Linked DNA regions of Mus musculus: region 1 is linked to region 2. Evidence: chromatin contacts called from public Hi-C data. All regions are on one chromosome and are shown on one strand. Each heading gives the region's core, a stretch centred on a gene start, on an enhancer-like site or on the middle of the called end of the contact. The rest is flanking DNA. Distances are from core to core; before and after follow the strand shown.

Evidence for each region. Hi-C and Micro-C count contacts between places; a contact is called where the count stands out from the background.
Region 1: a contact with region 2 is called in a Hi-C map of liver, with 3 times the contacts expected there. The contact joins two enhancer-like sites. A contact is called at or near these places in 1 of 484 Hi-C or Micro-C datasets (liver), 2 of 115 datasets of contacts at active chromatin or transcription factors (embryonic stem cells and extraembryonic endoderm stem cells) and 3 of 9 other capture datasets (adipose tissue, embryonic stem cells and pancreatic islet).

What each region holds. Positions count from the first base shown.
Region 1 is chr5:122,935,302-122,941,612 of GRCm38.p6, forward strand. It overlaps Kdm2b (lysine (K)-specific demethylase 2B), which reads right to left. Exons shown (of 23, transcript NM_001003953.2): 9 at 5,652-5,767. Among named protein-coding and RNA genes, the nearest start is that of Gm33118, 3.2 kb to the right of the region's middle. Within about 2 kb of position 3,565, at least 8 of the 459 cell types and tissues checked have an H3K27ac peak or open chromatin away from gene starts, as enhancers often do. A contact at or near this core is called in liver, where this site is marked.
Region 2 is chr5:122,797,476-122,803,424 of GRCm38.p6, forward strand. It overlaps Anapc5 (anaphase-promoting complex subunit 5), which reads right to left. Exons shown (of 17, transcript NM_021505.3): 8 at 5,348-5,429; 9 at 4,655-4,744; 10 at 2,976-3,157; 11 at 1,864-1,999. Among named protein-coding and RNA genes, the nearest start is that of Anapc5, 21 kb to the right of the region's middle. Within about 2 kb of position 3,101, at least 80 of the 459 cell types and tissues checked have an H3K27ac peak or open chromatin away from gene starts, as enhancers often do. A contact at or near this core is called in liver, where this site is marked.

The DNA.
Region 1 (6,311 bases), core at 2,315-4,814, 140 kb after region 2:
TTGTACATCCTCCTGAATCTTGGGAGGAAGGCCAGGAGGAGAAGACCACTTCCAATGGTGTTGCAGTCTTGCCTGCCTTCCAAGGGAAGGGGCCTCCAGGGTGTTCAGAGTCCGCTATCCACATATGCCTACAATACCTGCCTGGGGTTCTACTATGGGCTCCAAAGGACACAATTCTCCAGTGAGACCAACATCTTGCCACACAGGGGCTGGGAGGAGGGGTACCTTGGGGTCCTATGGCAAAGTGACAATAGAGGGCCCTCTTGGCTGTTTCTTACAAGTGAGAGATAGTGCATAGACCAACTGTAAAATGTGAGGCCCTGAAGTAAATTCTGATGGGCGTTGGCAGTGTGGGCTCTGCACAGGGACTGGCAATGAAAGGAAGAAAGGAGCTGGAGAGATGGCTCAGCGGTTAAGAGCATTGACTGCCCTTCCAAAGGTCCGGAGTTCAATTCCCAGCAACCACATGGTGGCTCACAACCATCTGTGACGGGATCTGATGCTCTCTTCTGCTGTGTCTGAAGACAGCGACAGTGTACTCACATACATGAAATAAACAAATCTTTAAAAAAAGAAAAAAGAAAGACAAGAGGAATATCCCCACAGATGGCATCAGCATGGAGGACCCTTCTGGAACCTACACTCTTAAAGGGCATGGAAGCAGTAAGGCCTAGGAAAGTGAGCTCATGGCCCACTGTGGGGCGCTCTCCTCCTCCAAACACTCACCATGGGACTACACAGAGTTCTTAGTTTCCAAAGGTATCTGTGAAGGTCAGAGCTCGCTGGCTCCTGACCTCTCTCATCCTTCAGCGAGCACCCCCTAGCCTCAGGTACCCCTTCTATGCTGACAGCATTACATTTCCCTGGCACCTTTTCAGCAACATCAAATATGAACCCACCAGATTCCTGGGCGACCTTAAATGTGGTTTCCCTGTATTCTCTAAGCGCCCAGCTGGAAAAGACCTCCCCACCTCAGGTACCTCAGCTAACCTCTTGGCTCTCGACCCCTTTTCCCCACAGGTTCCGCCTCCTCCTGCTGTTTCATTTCCCTGCAGTGGTGGATGGGGTGTTGAGGAATGAGATCATGGTCGCAGCATGCTTTTCAGCTCCTTGGGGGAATGCACGGAGGAGGGGGCATATGCTAGCGTTTTCCTTGGCTCCAGCTACTTTCTGAGAAGCCCGGTTTCAGGGTGACTGATCAGTGGCCCCCTGGGTTTACACGGGGGGAGGGGGCTCTTGAGATTGAGGTAGACCTTGACTTCCTAGGATGAAAGGTTTGAGGGGAGGGGCTCAGCCCTGTCCCTATTCCGGAGACGGAGTCAGGAGTCAAAGGATTTTGAAACAAATTGCCAATCCCTAAAATTGCAAGCGGAGGAACCCAGAGCCCCGAGTTCACACCTCCCAACGGTAGATGGGATGTATCAAACACACTTCCAACTCTTTGCTTTCCAAAAAAAAAAATTTGAGACTGTCCACGCCACTGTGCTGTGATGGACACTGTGACACCAGAGAATCCTTCTAGTTGGGGGGTGGGGGGTGGATTTATTTCAGAAGAGGAAGGCAAATCTCCCCTCTTTGTTGCTGAACCCAAGGGAAACTAATTGGGTGAAGACAAATACAAAAGAAATAATTCGACTTGGTTTAGTTTTTTGGTTTTTGTTTTTAGGTGGGGCAGGGGGAGTAATTTACTTTTCTTTCTTTTTTTTTTTTTTCCAAGAGAGGACTGCAGGAAAAATTTTTTGCAAAAAAAATAAACTTACAAACAGGTTGTCGCTTTCTACCCTTCGCCTTCAAAAGGTTCCAGCCACATAGCCTGGGAACATTAAACACACAATTGCTCAATATTATTTGGCGACAAACCTGGAGCCTCATCAAATGGAGTTGTTAAGCCAACTTCCATCCAACACAAAGAACAAGGTAGTTGCAAAGAAGGCCCTGTGCCCAGCCTAGAGTACATGTCGTTCATCAACAGTGGGTCTCAAGGGTCCAACTGGAGTTCCAAAGGCCCATTTAAGTGGCACCTGCCTGGCCTAAGTCATTCATTCCTCAGAGGCATGAGTCACCCAAGAGTTAAACAGCCTCTAGAGGAAAAGCTGAAGAGACAGAACCCCGTGCTCCCGCAATGCCCAGGTCTTAAAAAATTAAGATGCAAGGGTGGGCGGAGGGATCTTAAACTTTGTTGTTCTCCTGGAAAAAAAAAAATCAATGGGGAAAATAAAAGTCCAATGGCGGGAGGGAGGGGAAGGGAGAGGTAAATAGTTGGCGAGGTTTCCAAACAGAGTCACTGGCTGCAAAGGGAGGGGACGCAAGGGGTTGCCGGCATTACCTTTTCTGGGAAAGCTGATTTCACTAGAGCCATTAAGGAAAGAAAAGATAAAGCGTGAGACAGCAGTTTGATGAGCGAGTGAGTGATCATCTGGACCATTCTTCCTACACTCGGTAGCTAAGTGGAGCTAAAAGGGTGTCATGGTGGTGGTGACGCTCGCGGCAGCTTATTCCGGTCCCGCTCTATCACACTCTTCTTCAGAGCGGGAGATTTGGTGTTCTATCCGTTTCCCCAGAGGCCTGAACCTGCCTTCTAAGGGAGGGGCCCTCATGATTCTGGAGAGTAAGTGCCACCTATCCTGTGGCCCAGAAAAAAATGAAACTATTTCCTATGTGGGGGAGACATTTGGGGTTTTAGGTCTAGATAGCCCATCTTGCCGCCACCTAGAGCTACAAAGGCAAATACCTTTTCTAAAGTCAAACCCACAAGCAGGGTGAGGGACTCATACACTGCCTTTTCTCTGGCCAACCTCCTTCGTTTGTTCCCATGCCTCAGAACGCTCTGGGACAAACTATTTTTAAATGCCCATAGTTCTCTTAGAGGAGCTGATAGGGATGGGGAGAATTGAGCTGTATCAGGCTGACAGAGAGTCCTGGCATTTTTATCGGACTTCCAGGACTCCCTCCAGGGCCCTTTGTCTGCTTTTGGCTCCCAAGACATAAACAACTGGGCCTTGCAGCCAAGCCCCTCTCCAAAGACCAGAAATCAAAGCAGATTAAAATGCCTGCTGTTGCCTTCAGCACAGCTGCCTGCCTCCCAGCCATCCCTCCCAAGCCCTCCAGCCAACAACCTGCTTCAGAGAAGGCAGATAGGATCCCCCTTAGAGACTAAGGACCAAGGGCCCTTGCAGGGAGGGAACTGATGTGCATCTTGAAGGGGTGAGACACTTCAGTGTAAACAGCACCATGCCCTGGGAGAGTTGGGGGCGGGTCTATGGGTCTATTACCATGACTCCTGCCTTGAGTGATACCAGTTTGGGGGGGGGGGGCTAGGCTCCTCTCCTGGGAATTATGGACTACGTTGGGGGGGGGGGGGCGAGTAGATGGGGGAAGGAGCAGATGCACTTAGATACACAATCATATTCCCATGGGAGGGGACAGCTACCCAGCAAGTTGCCAAAGTCTTGAGAAGTCCCAGTCTGATTCTGGCTTTCAGGAACTGCCTAGAAAGCCTGGGCCTGACCTCTCCTCTAGAGTGCTGGGTTTCCATCCACACCTGCTGGTCTGCTGCTCACAAACTGGGCTGGTTTTCAGGGCTGACCAAAGAACAGTTGGCTGGAGCCCAGAGCGCATTTGACTCAGACGGAAAAGTGACTATTTGTGCCCAATTAGTGACTTTTCTCCTGCACGTGCTACAGATCTGGCCCCTGTGGACCTTCTTAGATGGGTGACCAGGGGAAGGGGGAAGAAGTCTATGAAATGGGAAGTCTGCATAGGATCTTGGCCCAGGACAATGTAGAGCTGGGTATCCCAAGTCCTAAATGCACAAACGCCCTGGGCATCCTAAACACCTCCTGCTTAGACTCCAGTGTATCGTTAGACTCCAGTGTATCAATCCGTGAAAACGGAGAGCTGAAGACAAGACCAGAAAGATACATTCTGACAAGAGCGGTGTGAGGTATTTCTTTACAGAGGCCAAGCTTGCCAACACTTCTTCAGGGTCAAAAAGCTACCTCTGGGGGCAGCAGTTAAGAACACTGACCGCTCTTCCAGAGGTCCTGAGTTCAATTCCCAGCAGCCATATGGTAGCTCTCAACCATCTGGAATGGGCATCTAATGCCCTCTTCTGGTGTGTCTGAAGACAGCTACAGTGTTACTCACATATATAAAATAAATTTTTAAAAAAGCCTCATCTGAGGCAAATTTCCAGGAGAAATGACATGTGGTTTGTCCATGCCATAGAGTTCTATTCAGTTATGAGATGGGCTGGCTATGGCTACCCAGGGATATACCTTGGAACCATCATGCTGAGTGAAAGAATCCAGATATGAAAGGTCACATATTAAATGATTCCATTCTTAGCAAACTGGCAAATTCACTAAGCCTGGAGGTTCTATCAGGGCTGTCAGGAGTTGGAGAAAGAGAAAAAGAACAATGACTGCTAATGGATATGGGGGTTCCTTGGTGTGTAGATGGGGTACGTGAAACGTGTTAGAACTAAATGGCCACACACTAAAAATACAGAATAGTACCAGGTAGTGGTGGTGCACGCCTTTGATCCCAGCACTTGGGAGGCAGAGGCAGGTGGATTTCTGAGTTCAAGGCCAGCCTGGTCTACAGAGTGAGTTCCAAGACAGCCAGGGATACACAGAAAAAAACCCTGTCTCAAAAAAAATTAAAAAAAATAATAAAAAAAAACAGAATTGTACATCTCAAATGGCAAATTTTTACAGCATGTGAGTTATAGCTAAATTCAAAGAAAAAAAAAAGCTATGATGCCATAAGCTCTTTTTATCCCAGGGCTTCAGTTCCTCACCCTTGAACCTGTCTCACATGCCTGACGACATGGCGTCAGGGCACGGCACTGGAAAGAGGGTGGCCAAGCCCTAGCTAACCATCAAAGATAACTCAGGGAAAACTCCAGAACAAAAGGCACCGTCGACCCTCATTTTGGGAGGGATTTCCTAGCCAAGAAAGCGTGACCTGAGTTGGCAGTGAGGATGGGCACGGGGAAGCCGTGGCCCCAGAGCTCAGAAACAGGACGAGAGACCCGGATACCAGCTTCCTCCCCAACAGACTTCAGTTTCCCAAGGAAACGCTTAGGAGAGATGTGATCTTGGACCAGCCTGGGCCTTTTGCAAAGCCTCCCTATGCCCTGCAAACTACAGCAACCAGAACAACAGAAAGTGCCACACACTTTCTTTCTAGATTAGCAAAGAGGAGAAAGGTCGGGTGTTCCCATTTCCTGCTGTTCTCTCAAGATACACAAACACAGACACTTGTTCAGGTACAGATAGAGAAACAGTGGCTCCATAAAGGGTTGGTTTTGATTTTGTTTTTTTGTTTTTTATTGAGGAAACATATCTCAGACTAGTCCCACCCTATGTAGCCGTGGTTGGCTTTGAACTTCTGATCCTCCTGCCTCTACTTCCCAAGTGCTGAGGTTACAGACATGCACAATCAGGATGCCGAACCTTCTCCACTGAGGATTCTGTCTGCCTACGCCTGAACTTGAACAGAAACTCCAGAGATTTGGGGACAGGTTCTTGGGGATGGTCTGACAGCTTACTGGAGAGACAGAACCAAGGCCCAACCTGAGACCAGGGGCAGGAGTGGGAGGGAACTGAAGAGCGCGGAGAAAGGCCGGGAAAGAAGGTGCCTCTTACCCGGGTCCTGTCCTCGATCTCGTAGATCCGCAGCTGCATGGGCACGTTGAAGCTATGCAGGATGTTCCCGCCGAACACCAGAGAGTCCACAGGCGTATAAACCGCATGGATCCAACCTGAGTGGGGAGGGCAGAGGGAGGGTGAGCCCTGACTCCTCTCATAAGACTGGAGGGAGGGAAAAGATGGAACACAGGAGGGCACAGGGGACACGGATGTGCAAGGACATGTGATGCAGAAACCAAGGCTCCCAGTCAGCCCGAGGGATGCAGCCAACAACCCCTAGAGACCCCCAGCTAACTCAAGGCAGGTGCTGGGATGTGGCAGGCAAGTGCCTGTATTGAAGACCTCAATGATCAAACCTTCCGACTGGGACTTGGCTGGAGCCAGGAACAGATGGCCCTGGTCCCAGCATCATGCTGAGCCAGAAGGTAGGAGGTCCCTCCTGAGCTGTACATCTATCTCTCCTCAGCCTTTTCTTAGTCACTCCTTGGAACACTGGTCCCTGTGGGGCTCATATGGGACAGCTTGGAGGAATGACTATGGAACCTAGGCACATCATGTTTGCATGAAATCCTGCCAGGCCCATTTCCAAGTTCTCTCCTTAGTCAAAGGATGCTTGTACCTCATCCCAGCTTCCCTCACCCATTTTCCTCATGTACT
Region 2 (5,949 bases), core at 1,851-4,350:
CATTTAGTAAAGAGTTTGGGCCGGGCAGTGGTGGCACATGCCTTTAATGCCAGCACTTGGGAGGCAGAGGCAGGAGGATTTCTGAGTTCAAGGCCAGCCTGGTCTACAAAGTGAGTTCCAGGACAGCCAGGGTTATACAGAGAAACCCTGTCTCGAAAAACCAAAAAAAAAAAAAAAAAAAAAAAAAAAAGGGCTGGTGAGATGGCTCAGTGGGTAAGAGCACCCGACTGCTCTTCTGAAGGTCCAAAGTTCAAATCCCAGCAACCACATGGTGGCTCACAACCATCAGTAACAAGATCTGACTCCCTCTTCTGGAGTGTCTGAAGACAGCTACAGTGTACTTACATATATTAATAAAATAAATCTTTAAAAAAAAGTTTGAGGAGCCCCTGGGACACACACACACACTCTCTCTCTCTCTCTCTCTCTCTCTCTCTCTCTCTCTGCAGGGGAGGAGGGAACACTTGAAGCTCCAGTGCCAAGAAGGAGGAATCAAACAAACAAACAAAAGAGTAACATGAGATTCCTAGAAGACAGCAGAGAGTAAATACAGATGGTTTGCCCTTTGCCCTGGGAAAAGATAAGAGGAACAAACACCTCAGGGAGCGAGCATAGGACGACAGCAGCCAATGGGGACACACAGGTCCCATCAGAGTCCAACCTTCCTGTATTAGTCAGAGAGATCTTTACTGTATAGATGGGGTCTACACCTAACAATGATGGAGACCACAAGAGTGAGGAGAGATACTGGGAGGAAGGAGACTGGCCTAACCCGCAGCTTGTTCTGTGAGAAGAAGACTCAGAGTCCCCATAACTCTTCCAGGAGACCTTTGAGCTAAGGGGTCTCTGAGGCAGCATCAGGACTTTAGCTTCCTATGAAGAGAACTGTGTATAATTATGTGGACAAAAGTCAGGGTCACGTCCAATCCTCACTGTCCTTTGGGCTGGAAACAGAACTGACGTGTACTGGTAGATAGACACTTAAATCCCCTGGACCTCAGAATCTTTTTTTCTTTTTGTTGTTTTGTTGTTGTTGTTTTTCAAGACAGGGTATACCCCTGGCTGTCCATAAACTCACTCTGTAGACCAGGCTGGCCTTGAACTCAGAAATCCGCCTGCCTCTGTCTCCCAAGTGCTGGGACTAAAGGTGTGCGCCACCACGCCCAGCCAGATTCTTATTCTATGGAGCAGGAATAAAACCCACTGAGCTCATGAGGCTACAAAGGATTCAGCAAGCTAACACACACAAAGCATCCAGCGCAGGCGGGCCTGGCTCAGAGCCAAGAGAACGTTTGTTATCACTGTGCTGCCTGGATTAGCCAACTCTCCTCTCCACACACACACAAACATCTCTGCTGCATTAAGTTTCCATCTCCTTTAGTTTACCATTTGGTTTTTGTTTTTGTGACAGGGTCTCTCCAGCCAGGATAGCCCTGGCTGTCTGGGACCTCACTATGTAGACCAGGCTGTCCTCGGGTGCACCACCATACCCAACCTATTCCGCTTCTTGAAAACCAGTAGTCAAGCTCATGTTCCCTTCACCGATGTCAAAACACCCAGTGTTTGACAAATGTGGCATATTCAAACTATCTCCATGGGGGATTTCATTCTTCAGCAACCTACACCAACCAGGCCCACTGAGACATACCCAGTGCTTCTCTCAAGCACGAGGAAGGAAATAGCAGAGCCCCAGTGCCCCAGAAGCACTTCAGGCCCCCATGCTCCACCCTGAAGGTGTGGCCATGATGGGCCAACGAGAGCGCAGGCCTCGGTAGAGACCATGGAGCATGGGCTTCCTTCCAAGCTGCTTTCCTCCGCAGTGCTGCCATAGCAACAGAGCACACACTAACACAACCGACCTACCTGTTCTGCATGGAGCTCTGCAAGATGGCAGAGAGCGACGGCAAAGGACTCAGTATTGTTCTGCTGCACACCCGCATTCAGCGACTCCAGGCTGTTCATGCTCAGCAACATCTGGGCTTGTTGCAGTGCCATGGTGCTGGGTGAGGAGAGGAGGGGACAGGTCCCCCTTTATAAAGGCAGCAGACCCAGGCTGCCCCTGAGCCATGCCCTACAGTTATCCTCAGTGGAGAGGCAAGAAAATTAACCCTTGCGGCTCTGGATGTGTGGAAGCAACTCCTCCCCATGCCAGCTCTCCAGCCCTCAGGCCGAGGAGGCCCCAAGGAAATGTAGAGAAGGTCAACATAGCTGGGAGCACTTGGCACCCAGATCCCCACCCCCACCTCCCCACCCTCGATGTTCCCTGAGGTCACAGGATGCTAATTAGGTTTCACGGGTAAATTCAGACCCGATGCCATCCTGGCACCGGCTGCTCTGGCAATGCAGGCAGTGGCCAGTGTCGGCAGCTGTTTCAGAGCACACCGTGCCAAAAAATTATCTGAAATACAAAAACAAGACTGGTAAAGAGGCGCTCCCTTCATTACGGAATTCCTAGAAACAGCAGGTTGTCTAGGGGATGTGTGAGATTAAGACTGGGCTCCAAGGGAAAGTCTAGTTCAGAAGTTTACTTCCAAACTGCAGGTGGCTGAGTGGAAAACAGACAGTGGCTGCAGCTGTCCAGAGAAGCAACCTCGTCTACACAAGCAGCTGTGGGGAGGGGCACTGGACTTGCACAAGGAGGCCATGCAGCATGCGAACAGGAAGGGGGGCTCTTAGCTCAGGGTCAGGTGATTGAGGTGTGAGTGCCAGCTGGTCACTGCTCAAGTATACCCATGAGCTAGAGAGGAAATGTGCGAACCAGAGGAGAGATCACCCAGCGGTTGGTTAAACACAGAGCAGCCGGGGACAGTGAACTGTGAACATGGGGAAGACTCTGCTCAAGTTCATGCAGACTACAAAATGTCTCCAGATGGTGAAGCGTTTTCTCTAACCCCTCGGTGACCATTTCCATAGCGCCTGCTTCTCTCTAAAGGCTCCACACCTCCGTGGCTCTGGCAGGCTGCCTGGAGACCTACCTGCGGCCGTACAGCCTCCAGATGGCCGTTTTCTGTGCAATGCTGATATCGATAAGTTCTGACAGGCTGTGTTTCCAGTGCAGGAGGTCAGAGTCCTTTAGGGCATCCATCAGTTTGTTGGCCGTCTTCCCAGCAAAAGCTCTCTGTTGAACAAGGGACTGTATTCCCAGGGAGGCGAGGTACTAAGGGGACAGATATACCCACGACCCAAGATAGAGATTACATGACAGAATTTGTTTTGCTCTTCAGAAATGTGGTGGATTTCACATTTCAGCACATGCACAGTGACAGCTCTACTTAAAGAACCTATGACCTGACCTCAGCCCTGACCCATGAGAGCTATGTTCCTGAAACGCTAGGGCTGAAAGAGAAGCAGAGGGTACATGGCAAAGAGCCAGACCTTCAGCATTAGGTAACCTGGACTTAGACACTGCCTCTGCTACTTACTGTGTGACTTAGGGCCAGTCACTTAGCTTCTTAGCTAAGCCTCAGCTTCCTCATCTGTAAAATGGGCATCAAACCTATCATAGAGAACCGTGGTAAGGATTACAATGAGATAATAGAGCAAACAGTGCTTGCATATTAGGTAACAGGACATAAAGGGAAGGACGCCTGTCATGAGCAACAAGTTCTCTTCTTAGCTTCTGTCTGGGATTCTCCTCGAGGGTAAGAAGCCCATCTAAACAAGCCGTTTAAATCCACAGCTAGAGTATCTTTATCAGTCTATAAAGAGCCACTTCAATTCAGTCCATGTGTTTCTTTCCTTTCCCAGAAGAAAGCACACAGGTAATGCACAGACTGAACAAACATTACTGTAAGTTGTTCTCAATCTTGCTGCAAACTTCCAGAGAATGGGCGGAAGAGATCTTATGGTCTATGGTCACGGATTCAGCAGAGGCTGAGACAGAATAATGTTCTTCCAATAGCAGTCTACACCCCAAAGCCAGTCCTACTTTCTGCACACGGACCACGCCCTTAGCACGGCTTCTGTGTCACTGAAGTAACAACTCAGCCTCTTCCTGTCATGCAGAATGAGAGGAACAGGTCTTCCCGTCAGGCTTACGAGTTAAAACAAGGGTCAGCAAACTTTTTAGCAAGGGTGAGAGCAGATTTCATGTTGCAGGCCACACTGGTCTCTGCTCAGTTGTGGCTGTTCTCCGGCTCCGTCCATCTAAACATGTAAATGTTTTTTGGCTCAACAGCTGTATGCAGACGAACAGAGCACCAGACTTAATACACAAGCTGTAGTTTGCCAACCCCTGGTTTAACTTCAGCGTTCCCAGGGCTGGAGATGTAGCTCAGTGGCACAGCACTTGCCTAGCGTGTATGAGGTGCTGAGTTCTATCCCCAGTACTAGAAAAGAAGAAAAAAGCCCATTTCTACAAATTGCCTAAGTGCAAATGTACTAAGTGTTGCTCAATAAATTAAACAAAGATCTCTTATCAAGTCGATAAGTGGAGCTCTCACAGATGTTATTAGGACAAAGGGAATAGAGAGAAACCTACCCAACAGAATTTAGTGGTGTGATTAATAATTAAAGTCAGAAAACAACCAACAACGAGACCACACGTAGGAATACCCACTCTAAGTCTCGCCGGTTCATGACAAAGGTGGGCAGAAGAAGAGACAACGGCTCAACACCACTAATTGTAACAATCTCACAGAAAGATGAGCCTTACCGGTAACCCAAAATGTACTGCTTTCTTCACAGAGTGCTCCAGCAGAACATAGCTATCGGCTCTCTTCTGCCCCAGCACATAAAGCCAGCTCTGGCAAGAGAACCATCAAAGGCGTCATAACAATGGCAATGGCGGATCTCCAGTGAAATAGCAATGTGGACATAAGGAAGCATTTTAAAGGGACAAGATAAACCCTCTACAATACTGTGCTATGAAACCCGTTAGGCATATTAAAAGCTTTATCGAAGCCAGACTGAGATAAACAAGCAATTGGTCGGCATTCTCTGACAGCCCTGAGTGGTAGACATGTCAGAAGGAAGCATAAAGCCCCCGTCCGGCATTGAACTGAGCTGAGAGTCACGGGTGATTGAGTGCCTCTCCACCCTCTCTATACTTGGTAACTGTTTGCTACACCAGTATCTCACCCAGTTCCCAGGAAAGTACATCATCTCACGCATGCCAACGTCAATGTCATGCTGGAGAGATACAAAGTGCTCCAAGCAGAACAAATGCCACAAATTAAGAAAACTATATGACTGTGGGGCTCCCTGTGAGTCCTTGTGTCCACCTACATAATTTACCCTCACTGCTAAGGACCTTTGATCCCACTGCAAAACCACCTGATTGAAACTGGGCCTTCGGGAGGCCAACTCAACCCCTGAGCAAAATCCCAAGACCAGAGGACGGCCTCACCAAACAGTGCTGCAGACACACGTGATCGTTGGACTCCTGGGCAATCCTAATTGCCTCCTGCAGGGCGAGCTCTGCCTGTTGACTAATGACAGACTAAACATTAATATCCCATTAACAATCACAAACATGCAAGCATCGGTAGCAGAAAGTCATCTGCACGCAGTTCGTCATGGGCAGGCCTCTAGCTACAGCTGCAGCTATTTAGGGACTGCTTTCTCTGAGGCTGCCCCAACCGCAGGCCCCTCTGGGGGAATGTCTAGTAAAGGCAATGGCTTCCCTTGCTGCCTCTAAAATGTTTGCTTCAGCTCTCCAATGCCAAGAAGACAGAAAGGAAAGGACTAATAATTTACTTTTCTCTATTTTCTGCATTGTTTAAAACAAAACAAAACAACAAAACGCAACCCACTATGTACAGTTGCTATTTTATCATTATTAAAACAAATAAACAAACAGATTTCAGAAGCGTTCTGAAGATTCCTATTTTGTTTGGTTTTGGTTTTGTTTTTGTTTTTTTGAGACAGGGTTTCTCTGTGTAGCCCTGGCTCTCTTGGAACTCACTCTGTAAACCAGGCTGGCCTCGAACTCAGAAATCCGCCTGCCTC